Regions from separate parts of the Macaca mulatta genome. Here region 1 is linked to region 2. A link is a contact called in public Hi-C data. All regions are on one chromosome and are shown on one strand. The core of a region is the stretch at or near the end of the contact, and the rest is flanking DNA. Distances in the headings are between cores, read along the strand shown. Region 1 holds the start of BAK1 (BCL2 antagonist/killer 1). Region 2 holds the start of UQCC2 (ubiquinol-cytochrome c reductase complex assembly factor 2).

Region 1 (5,593 bases), core at 1,328-3,827, 140 kb after region 2:
AGTGATTCTCCTGCCTCAACCTCCCGAGTAGCTGGGATTATAAGTGCACGCCACCATGCCCGCCTTTTATTTGTGTGTGTGATGGAGTTTCGCTCTTGTTGACCAGGCTGGAGTGCAATGGCTCGATCGCAGCTCACCGCAACTCTGCCTCCCGGGTTCAAGCGAGTCTCCTGCCTCAGTCTCCTGAGTAGCTAGGATTACAGGTATGTGCCACCACGCCTGGCTAATTTTGTATTTTTAATAGGGATGGGGTTTCTCCATGTTGGTCAGGCTGGTCTCAAACTTCCAACCTCAGGTGATCCGCCAGCCTCGGCCTCCCAAAGTGCTGGGATTACAGGCGTGAGCCACTGCACCTGACCATTTTTTTTTTTTTTTAAACAGAGTCTCATTCTGTTGCCATTCTGCTGCCCAGGCCAGAGTGCAGTGGCGTGATCTTGGCTCACCGCAAACTCCGCCTCCTGGGTTCACGCCATTCTCCTGCCTCAGCCTCCCGTGTAGCTGGGACTACAGGCACCCGCCACCATGCCTGGCTAATTTTTTTGTATTTTTAGTAGAGATGGGGGTTTCACCATGTTAGCCAGGATGGTCTCGATATCCTGACCTCGTGATCCGCCTGCCTCGGCCTCCCTTTTTTGTATTTTTAAAAGAGACAGGGTTTCGCTGTGTTGGGCAAGCTGGTCTTGAACTCCTGGCCTCAGGTGATCTGCCTGCCTAGGGCTCCCAAGGTGCTGGGATTACAGGCGGGAGCCACCATGCCCGGCCTTTTTTTTTTTTTAGACAGAACTCTCCCTCTGTTGCCCTGGTACGATCACAGCTCACTGCAGCCTCAACCTCCTGGGCTCAAGCAATCCTCCCACCTCAGCCTCCCCAGTAGTTAAGACCACAGGCATACACCACCATGCTTTGCTAATTTTTTTTTTTCCATATAAGCAGGGTATTGCTGTTGCCCAGGCTGGCCTGGAACTCCTGCACCTGGCCTCAAGCGATTCTCTTGCCTTGGCCTCCCAAATGGCTGGGATGGGATTATAGGCAGCCTGGAGGGGTGATGGGATTATAGGCGTGACACACCACAGCTGGCTGCCTTTTTTGTTGTTGTTGTTGAGACAGGGTCTTGCTCTGTCACCCAGGCTGGAATGCAGTGGTGCAAACATGGCTCACTGCAGCCTCAACTTCCTCAGCTCAGGTGATCCTCCTGCCTCAGTATCCTAGGTAGCTGGGACCACCACACGCACAGGTGTGAACCACCATACCCAGCTAGTTTTTAATTTTTTTTTCTGTAGAGACATGGTCTCCCTTTGTTGCCCAGGCTGGTCTTGAACTCCTGGGGTCAAGTAATCCTCCCACCTCGGCCTTCCAAAGTGTTGGGATTACAGGCGTGAGCCACCGTGCCCGGCCTCTATTGAGTTTTAATCTCCGTTTACTTCACTATCACCTTCAGGATTTCAGATCTCCAGAGACCACCAAGGTGCATGGTGCACAGGTCTGAATTGCAGGTTGAATCTCAATTTAGTATTAGTATTCCCCAACGCGACTACAGAACTGATTTTTTTTTTTTTTTTTTTTTTTGAGACGGAGTCTGGCTCTGTTGCCCAGGCTGGAGTGCAGTGGCTGGATCTCAGCTCACTGCAAGCCCCGCCTCCCGGGTTCACGCCATTCTCCTGCCTCAGCCTCCCGAGTAGCTGGGAGTACAGGCAACCGCCACCTCGCCCGGCTAATTTTTTTTGTATTTTAGTAGAGATGGGGTTTCACCGTGTTAGCCAGTATGGTCTCGATCTCCTGACCTCATGATCCGCCCGTCTCGGCCTCCCAAAGTGCTGGGATTACAGGCTTGAGCCACCGCGCCCGGCCCGAACTGATTATTACTATTTTTTTTTTTTTTTTTTTTTTTTTTTGAGATGGAGTCTTGCACCGTCCCCCGGGCTAGAGTCCAATGGTGCGATCCTGGCTCACTGCAACCTCCGCCTCCCGGGTTCAAGCGATTCTCCTGCCTCAGACTTCTAAGTAGCTGGGATTACAGGCACCCGCCCACCACGCCCAGCTGATTTTGTTAGCCAGAATGGTCTCAATCTCTTGACCTAGTGATCCGCCCGCCTCAGCCTCCCCAAGTGCTGGGATTACAGGCATGAGCCACCACGCCCGGCCCAGAACTGATTATTAACCCAGCTCAGTGACCTTTAGAGAGCACCTTAAACCAGCTGAGCCTCTGTTTGTTCATCTGAATGGGTATTGTCAACAGCACTCACTTACAAGAGTTGTTGAGAAGATCCAACGAGACAATAGTTGCTAAAGTGCCAGGCATGCAGCAGTGCTTAAGAAACTTCTCACCCTGGGTTTTTTATTGGTATTGATTGATGTAGAGATGGGGGAGAAGATCAAAGACAAGGATTGAGAATCAGGGATGGGAAAAGCAGTGGGCCACTGACAGCCGCTCTGCCTGGCTGGGAGGTGGGGTGGGGAAAGTGGGCGGGAGCTGCTCCTGGGCCTGGCCCACCCAGATCACCCCTCCGGGCTGCAGGCCTGTGCGTCTGCATCCGGTGGCCACAGAGCAACTTCCTCTAGAGGGAGCTGATTGGAGCCGGTTGCCGCTGGCACCTCTATGATCACTGGAGTCTCGCGGGTCCCTCGGCAGCACAGGGACAAGCAAAGGCTACATCCAGATGCCAGGAATGCACTGACGCCTGTTCCTGGAAGCCGAGCTCCCACTCAGCCCCTGGGAGCAGCAGCCGCCAGCCCCTCGGGACCTCTCTCTCTGCCCTGCTGAGCCACCCGGGTTGGGCCAGGATCCTGGCAGGTAAGCTGGAAGGGTCCTGCCCGTCCTCCCAAATCTCAGCAGCCCCAGCCCCAGGGTGGGGCAGGGAGCCTGCCAGGAGCCGGGTGGGGAAGGGGAAGCTCAAAGCTTACCTGGGCAGGTCCGCCTGCCCGGCTGGGGACCTGATCGTGGCAAGCCTACTTCTGGCTGCCCCTCACAGCTTCCCCTCTTGCCCCAGCCCTGGATGCCGGAGAACTGTGAGAACTGGGTCCTTTAACAGTCTGGGAGATGGGGGTGGAGGTCAGAGCCAAGGTCAAGGGCAGAGAGAGAACTTTCTCAGCGCTTCCTGCTGCCCAACATCCCTAGACTGGGTCCAGGGCCTGGCCAGGCATGTATCCCTGGGGAACATTCATCAGGGCCCAGCAAGCCCAGGAAGTCGGGGGTGGCTCCCCTCACCGGGAATTTAGGCCACTTGGATTGGGGGACAGAGCTAGGCCTGAGTCAGCATAGGTTGCTGGCCTTGGGGGGTGTCCTGAGGCTCTACCTGCTCCCCTCAGGAGCCTGGGTTGTTGGTAGAGGGAGTTGGGGGTGCCGTCAGCATCCTCTGGCCCTACTGTCCTGAGGGTGCTGGGTTCTGGAGACTGGGGAAGAAGGAAGGCCATCTTATTTAAGGAGCTCCGGGGGGGTGGGGGTTTTATTTTTTGTTTTTTGAGACAGAGTCTCACTCTGTTGCCCAGGGTCGAGTGCAGTGGCGCGATTTCGGCTCACTGCAACCTCTGCCTCCCAGGTTCAACCGATTCTCCTGCCTCAGCCTCCCGAGTAGTTGGGACTACAGGCGTGCGCCACCATGCCCAGCTAATTTTTGTATTTTTAGTAGAGACGGCGTTTCATTATGTTGGCCAGGCTGGTCTTGAACTCCTGACCTCGTGGGCCACTGTGCCCGGCTGCAAAGTTCTGTTTTAACAAGGCCTTGCCCCTAGAGGTGGAGGAAAGGAGAGTCTGCCTTCGCCCTGTCCGTGTCCGGCAGAGCAAGGAGTGGGGAGCTGGGTGAGGGCACAGGTGGTCCAGTCCTCCTCCACCCCTTCTCGAGAGCTCTTGGGGCAGTTTCGAAAACACTCCCAGGCCTAGCGGAAGGAGGGTGGGCGAAGGTCCCCAGGCCCTGGGCGGTGGGGGTGGGGCTGTGTGCTTGGCCCAGGGTGGGGCTGCACACCCCCTCCCTCTGAGATAGGAGGAGGGCGCTTTCCTTCTGAGGGCCGGAGGGTGCCTGGGGAAATGGGGCTCTGGGAGGGGTGCAAACTGAAAGTGAAACAGCTGACATCCAGGAAACGCCCTGATGAGGGGTCACAGCACGTTGGTGCTGCGGTCAGGACCAGGCAAAGAGGAAAGTTGGCTGGGGACAGAAGACTAGGTGTGTGGTGGGAATACGAGGCAGGTTGTGGGGCTTCGAAGAAGGCCCTGATCCTGAGGGCTCCCTCCGGTCACTGCAAGGCAGGGGTGAGGAAGGCACAGGCAGGAGGTAAACAGGGAAAGTTGCCCTGAGAAGGGACACCCTCTGAGGTCCACAAACAAGAAGAAATCTTAAATGCTTGTTGAGTACATGGACTCATGGAGATTCAGACAAACAACCCGACTTTCCGTCACTAATGATGTGACCTCGGGCACTCAACTCTTTATGCCTCACTTTTCCAGGCTGCAAAGTGGGTATGATGGTGCTCACCCTGCTGGGTTCATGTGAGTTTTCAATGTTCAACACCCAGAGTGCTCCTAAGTGGGAGAGTATATCTTAGGCTCTCAGGAAATGTTTGCGGCTAACAGCCCAGAGTTAAAAAACAGGTGTGTTCTGACCAGCCAGAGGGAAGTAGGGCCTCTGAGGGCAGCCTTCATGGGCCATTGGCTGGGCAGTGGCTCGCTTGCAATAAGCATGTGCTAGGTGGGCTGCAGGAGGCCCCAGGAACAGCTAAAACCCCCCAGGCTCTTGCCCCAGGAGTGGTATGAGCTTGAGAGCCAGCGGGCACTGCTGCAGCCACACTCTCCTCGAGGGTGCAGATACCTCAGTCTGCCCTTGGCTGCCTCACCTTCTTACCCTGTCTCCCTCGAAGGGTCACCAGTGAAGTGCTCAGAAGTTGTTTCCTCCCAGCAGACTTCACTGGGACCCATGCTGGAGTGAGAATAAAAAGTCCCAGAGGAAGCCAGGCACAGTGGCTCACACCCGTAATCCCAGCACTTTGGAAAGCAGAGGCAGACTCACAGGTCAGGAGTTTGAGACCAGCCTGGCCAAAGTCCCAGAGGACTGAGGGCCTTTCTGGGAATGGGGAACCCTCTCTCCTATGTGGACATGGCAACCTGTCTGGGGTCCCCAGTCACAGGTCCATGCTCACCCCATCTCTGCTTTTTCTCGCCCATCCCCGCAGGCTGACCCCGTCCTCCACTGAGACCTGAAAAATGGCTTCGGGACAAGGCCCAGGTCCTCCCAGGCAGGAATGCGGAGAGCCTGCCCTGCCCTCTGCTTCTGGTAAGGGTCTTCCTGCCCCTCACCCATCCCATAACCATGAGTGCTGTCATAAGGATGGAAGGAGCAGGACTCAGAGGCAGGCTCCTTCACCTCGGTTCACCCACTGTGGGTGGGAACCCACGGGCTCAGAGGCTGAAGCTGCTGTCAAGGTTAAGCCTGGGAGGGGGAGGAGTCTGGACTGGGGAGGGCCTGGAGGTTGGGAGAGGCCAGGAAGTGAGTGTAAGGTGGGCACAGTGCCACCGGAGCAGAGGGCGGGGTCAGGGGCGAGGGAGGCAGGAAGTAGAGTGAGGTCTGGCTGCTGTATCCCTCCAGCTGGAGAAATAAGGAAGTAA
Region 2 (5,515 bases), core at 2,230-4,729:
CTCACTACAGCCTCTGACTCCTGGGTTCAAAGCAGTCCAGCCATCCTCCTACACAGCTAAGACTACAGGTGTGCACCACCACATCTGCCTAATATTTTAAATTTTTTGGAGAGATGGGGGTGTCTCGCCATATGGCCCAGGCTGGTCTCGAACTCCTGGGCTCAAGTGATCCTCCGCCTCCAAGTAGCTGTGATTACAGGCGCAAGCCACCATGCCTGGCCTTAACAATTTTTTAACAAAGGGCTTTACATTTTCATTTTGCACTGGGCCCCAGAAAATTATACTGATAGAGTGATCAGGGCTACAGATCAGTGAGTGAATGAATGAATGAATGAATGAATGAGCAAGCCTACATTCCAACCAGGTCTGTCAGACTCCAAAACCCTACTACTTAACCACCATACCAAACAAGCTTCCATATGGAGGAAAAGAGGTGGGCAGGGCAGTCAGAACCAGGGACTATCACAGCCTGAGCGAGAAGCAGCTAGGGTACAGGGGAAGGGAGCACCTTAAGAGGAAGCATCTGTTTGCGCTTCCTCTGGAGCCCAGCGTTCTTCTCAACCTCTCATTGTCCTTGCACCTCAAGCAGAATGAAAACCATTTGCTGCCACCTAATGTTACTTTTTGGTTGCCTAAGACAGAGGGACCTTGGCCCTGCCTTCCAGGACAGATGTGGACCAGCCAGGTGCTCTTTAAAGTTACAGCTATGAGAGCACCTCGGGGCAGCCAGCACAGCCCTAGGTGCCTGGACTTTGATAATAGATACAATTCTTGTCCTTTGTACCTCAGGGCTGTCATCAAAACTACATGGCTATGAGGTGAGGATGGAGCAGGGAGAGACTGTTGGGCTGGGAACCTGGGGAGGTTAATCAGGGGAGCTTTCTGGAGGAGGTGTCCTTGGGCGCCTCATTTTCCACTCCCCCTGAACTCTCCTTACCTCAGGCGGGCATCACACATTCTGGTCCCCAGAGGTTTTCCTTCAGTGGTTTACTCTTAACATCTTCGGAACAGTTAAAGTCATTCGAGTTAAAATCACCCACTGATCTTTCCTCAAATTAAACTCCTCCCTCTCTTTCCCACTGCCACCCCAGGCCTGCCTCTGGTTGTTCTTGGAGCCATCCCTGATCTTCTCCCACTCTCCTCTGAACAGCAGGCCTGTGTTTCTCCAAACTCTCTAGCATTGTCTAACACTTCAGTTAAAGCTCTTGTCATCTGTAACTTCATGTCCTGGTTATGTACACATTCCCAGACTTGGCTGTCAACTTCTTGAAGGCAGGACTCTCCTAGATTTACCTTTAAAATGTAGGTAGGGCAAGAAGGAAAAGGTTTGGAGGAAGCAAAGTTTTGTACACATTGGATGGTCTTGGCTAAATACAGGACAGTAGAGATACACTGAGGCTTCCTTATGAAAAATGCAGATGGTGGGACAGTCTTTTGAGAACAAAAATCAGTTCACATGGTGATGTAGGTAGAGACATATAAGAGAAGACTTGGTAAAACAAACACATTTTAACGGGAGAAAGTATTTTGAAATCACATAGCTGTCAAGGAATTAATATCTGGAATATACAAAGAACTCCTAAAACTCAATAACAACAACAACAAAAAAAACCTGATTAAAAACAGGTAAAGGACTTGAACAGGTATTTCTCTGAAGATATACAAATGGCTAAGCACATAAAAAGATACTCAATATCACTAATCATTAGAGAAACACAAGTCAAAGCTACATTGAGATACAGCTCTCACCCATTACGATGGTTACTATCAAAAAACCAGAAAATAACAAATGTTGGTAAGGATGTGGAGAAATTGGAACCCTTGTGCACTGGTGGTGGGAGTGTAAAATGGTGCAGCTGCTGTGGAAGACAGTATGGCAGTTCCTCAAAAAACTTAAAATAGAATTACCATATGATCCAGCAATTCCACTTCTGGGTATATACCAAAAGAGTTGAAAGCAAAGTCTTGAGATGTCTGTACATCCATGTTCATAGCAGCATTACTCACAAGAGCTAAAACATGGAGGCAACCTAAGTGTCTATCAATGGATGCATAAACAAAATGTAGCACATACACGCAACGGAGTATTACTCAGCCTTAAAAAGGAAGGAAATTCTGACATATACTACAAAATGAATGAACCTTGAGGTGAAGATATTATGCTAAGCAAAATAAGCCAGTCGCAAAAATATTGCAGGATTCCACTTACATGAGGTACCTAGAGTAGTCAAAATCATACAGACAAAATAGAACGGTCGTTGCCAGGGGCTGGGGGGAGAGGGGGGAATGGGGATTTATTGTTCAATGAGTATAGAGTTTCAGTTTTACAAGAGTTAGGGAGATGGTGTGATGGCTGCACAATATTATTCAGTGCTATTTCATACCTATGAACTGTACACTTAAAAATGGCTGGCCAGGCACCGTGGCTCACTCCTGTAATCCCAGCACTTTGGGAGGCCGAGGCAGGCGGATCACCTGAGGTCAGGAGTTCCAGACCAGTCTGGCCAACATGGCAAAACGCCATCCCTACTAAAAATACAAAACATAGCCGGGCATGGTGGCGGGCCGCCTATAATCCCGGCTACTCCGGAGGCTGAGACAGGAGAATCACTTGAACCCGGGAGGCAGAGGTTGCGCCATTCACTGCACTCCAGTCTGGGTGACAGAGCAAGACTCTATCTCAAAAAAAAAAGGTTAAGGCCAGGTGTGGTGGCTCACACCTGTAATCCCAGCACTTTGGGAGGCCAAGGTGGGAGGATCACTTGAGCCCAGGAGTTTGAGACCAGCATGGGCCACATAGCAAGACCTTGTCTAAAACAAAATGGTTAAGATAGTAAATTTTGTTATGCGTATTTTACCACAATACAAAATTAATAAATTGTAAAAAAAAAAAAAAAACAAAAAAACAGTTTTTCTGAATCAACCCAGTTCGCATTGCTCATTCTAGAAAACCTGGGCCTCCCAGAGAAAAATGTTTGGCTTATGAGGGGTAGGAAGGGGGGAACAGAAGGGATACTAGCAGGGACTGGACAGAGAGGAACAAGAACTAGGAAGCACTAAAGAAGGAACTGCGGCAGAGTACCAAGGGATAGTGACAGGTACAGGGGCACACACGAACAACATTCAAACACATCTTCATCCAGTAACCTGTATTTACATGCAAATGTATTGGTTTATGCAAAACAGCGGAGGCCTCGGAGGAGGGTTTTTTAGTCTCAAGCTTGTGCAGTCATTGAAAAAGAGAAGCAAAGCTGTCCCTCAGGTACTCCACGTCCGCCTTGCCCCTGGGAGCTGGGCCGGTTCCAGGAGGAGGACGACTGAATTAGCTCGCTTTGCAGAGAAAGGCGAGCAGCGCCCCTATCCGGAGAGTAACTGGGCGCCTGCAAAGTCGCGCATGCCCACTTCGGCCTCCCGCCCCACTCCTAAGGCGGCGAGACTTAGTGCGCAAGTACCATCCATTGGCGGCGACTCCTCCCCCTAAGGCGGGAACACACGGGGCCCAAAATGGCGGCCAGCCGGTACCGGCGTTTTCTTAAGCTCTGTGAGGAATGGCCAGTGGACGAGACCAAACGGGGCCGGGACTTGGGCGCTTACCTGCGACAGCGGGTAGCACAGGCCTTTCGGGAGGGAGAGAATACCCAGGTGACCGGCGGGGAGGCGGCTGGGACGAGGGGAGGAAAGGACGAGGCAGGGGCGGGGCCAGCTAGCGCGCTATCAGCGGGATCTGCGCATGCGCGCGTCCTCCTTCCAGGCCGCACGTGAGCGCAGACCCCCGTTTCTCCCCAGGGAGCTACTGAGAGCTACGCCCTTTCTACTCAGCGCTCTCCCCCCGCTGCACCTTGGAATTGCCGAGGAAGCTTTTTTAAAACTCCAGATGGGCCGGGCGCGGTGGTTCACACCTATAATCCCAGCACTCTGAGAGGCGGAGGCGGGAGGATCGCTTGAGCCCAGGAGGTCAGCCTGGGCAACATAGTGGGACTCCGTCTCCGCAAATCAAAAAACAAACAAAAACTTAAGATACAGAATCTCTAGGGGTGGGATCTTGACCTCAGTGTTTTAAAAGCTCTCCAGGTGATTCAAGGTGCAGACAGTTGAGATCCACAACACCAGTGGCAGCTGGTGACAGCCTCAGCTTTTTGCTCCCGTGTCACTGTAACGTTACCTCATTATCTCGCAGTGTTGTGTATTGACTGAGCTAATCCCCAGTAAACTCTGCAGGTCCCGGCTAAGCGTTTGCGTTCTTCCTGAGCCCTGTAAGCCTGTGCAGCAGGTTTGGGTCCTCAGCTCACGTAGCTGTGTGTGAGTAGTAGGCCTACGTTCTTGCTCTCCAGGTTGGCGCTGCAGCTCTGCGATTCATTCGTTCATATAGCTCGTATTTATTGAGCACCTACCATATGCCTGGAGCAGTGCTAGGGAAACAGCAGTGTTAAACAGGTGAAGTCCTGCCCGCATGAAGTTTTACATTGTAGTTCAGGACACAATAAACAAGTAGGTCTACATAAGACAGATAAGTACTGTGATCAGTAGAAAATAGGGTAGCATGATAAAAGAGTAATGTTATTAGTCGGGTCTTTCTGAGGAGATGACACATAGGTAAGACCTAAGGCAAGAGGATGAGCCAGCCATGTACACTTGGCGGGAAGGACATTCCAGACACTGCGCATGCCCAAAGGCAGGAGGCAGATTGACATGTTCCAGGACAGAAAGAAAGCCAGAATGGCTGCAGGGTAGTGAGTAAGGTGGAGTTTGCTAAGGTGGAGGTCAGGAGCCAGGCACAGTAGGTTATTATCTGCTCTGATTAGCTGTTAGACCTCATTGTAAGGCCAGTGAGAAGTCACTGGGGATGTTTAGTGAGGGGACTGATGTGCCCCAATTTACTTTTTTTAAGACTATTCTGGTTCTATGTGGTGAGTGGGCTATAGGGGGCAATAACAAAAAAGCAAGGAGGCTGGAGAGAAGCCGATTATGGTACTATAAGCGAGCGATGGTGGGGGGTTGGATGAGGATGGCAGCACAGAAGATGGGAGTGGCTGGATTCAGGTTATGTGCAGGTTGAGTCAGCAGGACTTGCTGATATGTGGGATGTGGGATAAAGGAAAAGAGAGGAACCAAAGATAGCACCTAGATTTTTTTTGGCCTGAGCATCTAGGTCTAAGATGGTGCCATTTACTGAGGCAGGAATAGGTAAAGTGTAGGAAGAATATCTTGAGTTCGGTGTTAAGCAGGTTAAACCTGAGATGCCAAGTACACTGATTTCCTAGTGGCAATGTCAAGTAGGCGTGCTATATTTGAGCTTGGGGCTCGGGCAAGAGACCAGAAATGAAATGAGATACATACACACACAGTCTGAAGAAATGACTTGCGAAACTTGGCCAAGACCTGTCAAAGAAGGAACATGGTCTTTTTTTTTTTTAGCTTAGCCCAAAACAGAGCCAAGCCAGCCCACCTAAAGGAGCAGGAGCACGCCCAGTGGCATCATTGTGACTGGACTGCTGATTGGCTGACAGCCTGGGGC

The links. A called contact is a pair of places that touch in the nucleus more often than the background predicts.
Region 1: a Hi-C map of fetal cortical plate shows a contact between it and region 2, with 2.1 times the contacts expected there. The contact joins the promoter of BAK1 here to the promoter of UQCC2 in region 2. A contact is called at or near these places in 8 of 14 Hi-C or Micro-C datasets (CD4 T cells, blood, cortical neurons and 4 more).

What each region holds. Positions count from the first base shown.
Region 1 is chr4:148,703,827-148,709,419 of T2T-MMU8v2.0, forward strand. BAK1 (BCL2 antagonist/killer 1) reads left to right here and starts at 2,578. Exons shown (of 6, transcript NM_001266731.1): 1 at 2,578-2,791; 2 at 5,161-5,261. The coding sequence starts at 5,192.
Region 2 is chr4:148,565,512-148,571,026 of T2T-MMU8v2.0, forward strand. It overlaps UQCC2 (ubiquinol-cytochrome c reductase complex assembly factor 2), which reads left to right and starts at 3,480. Exons shown (of 4, transcript NM_001194866.3): 1 at 3,480-3,642. The coding sequence starts at 3,505.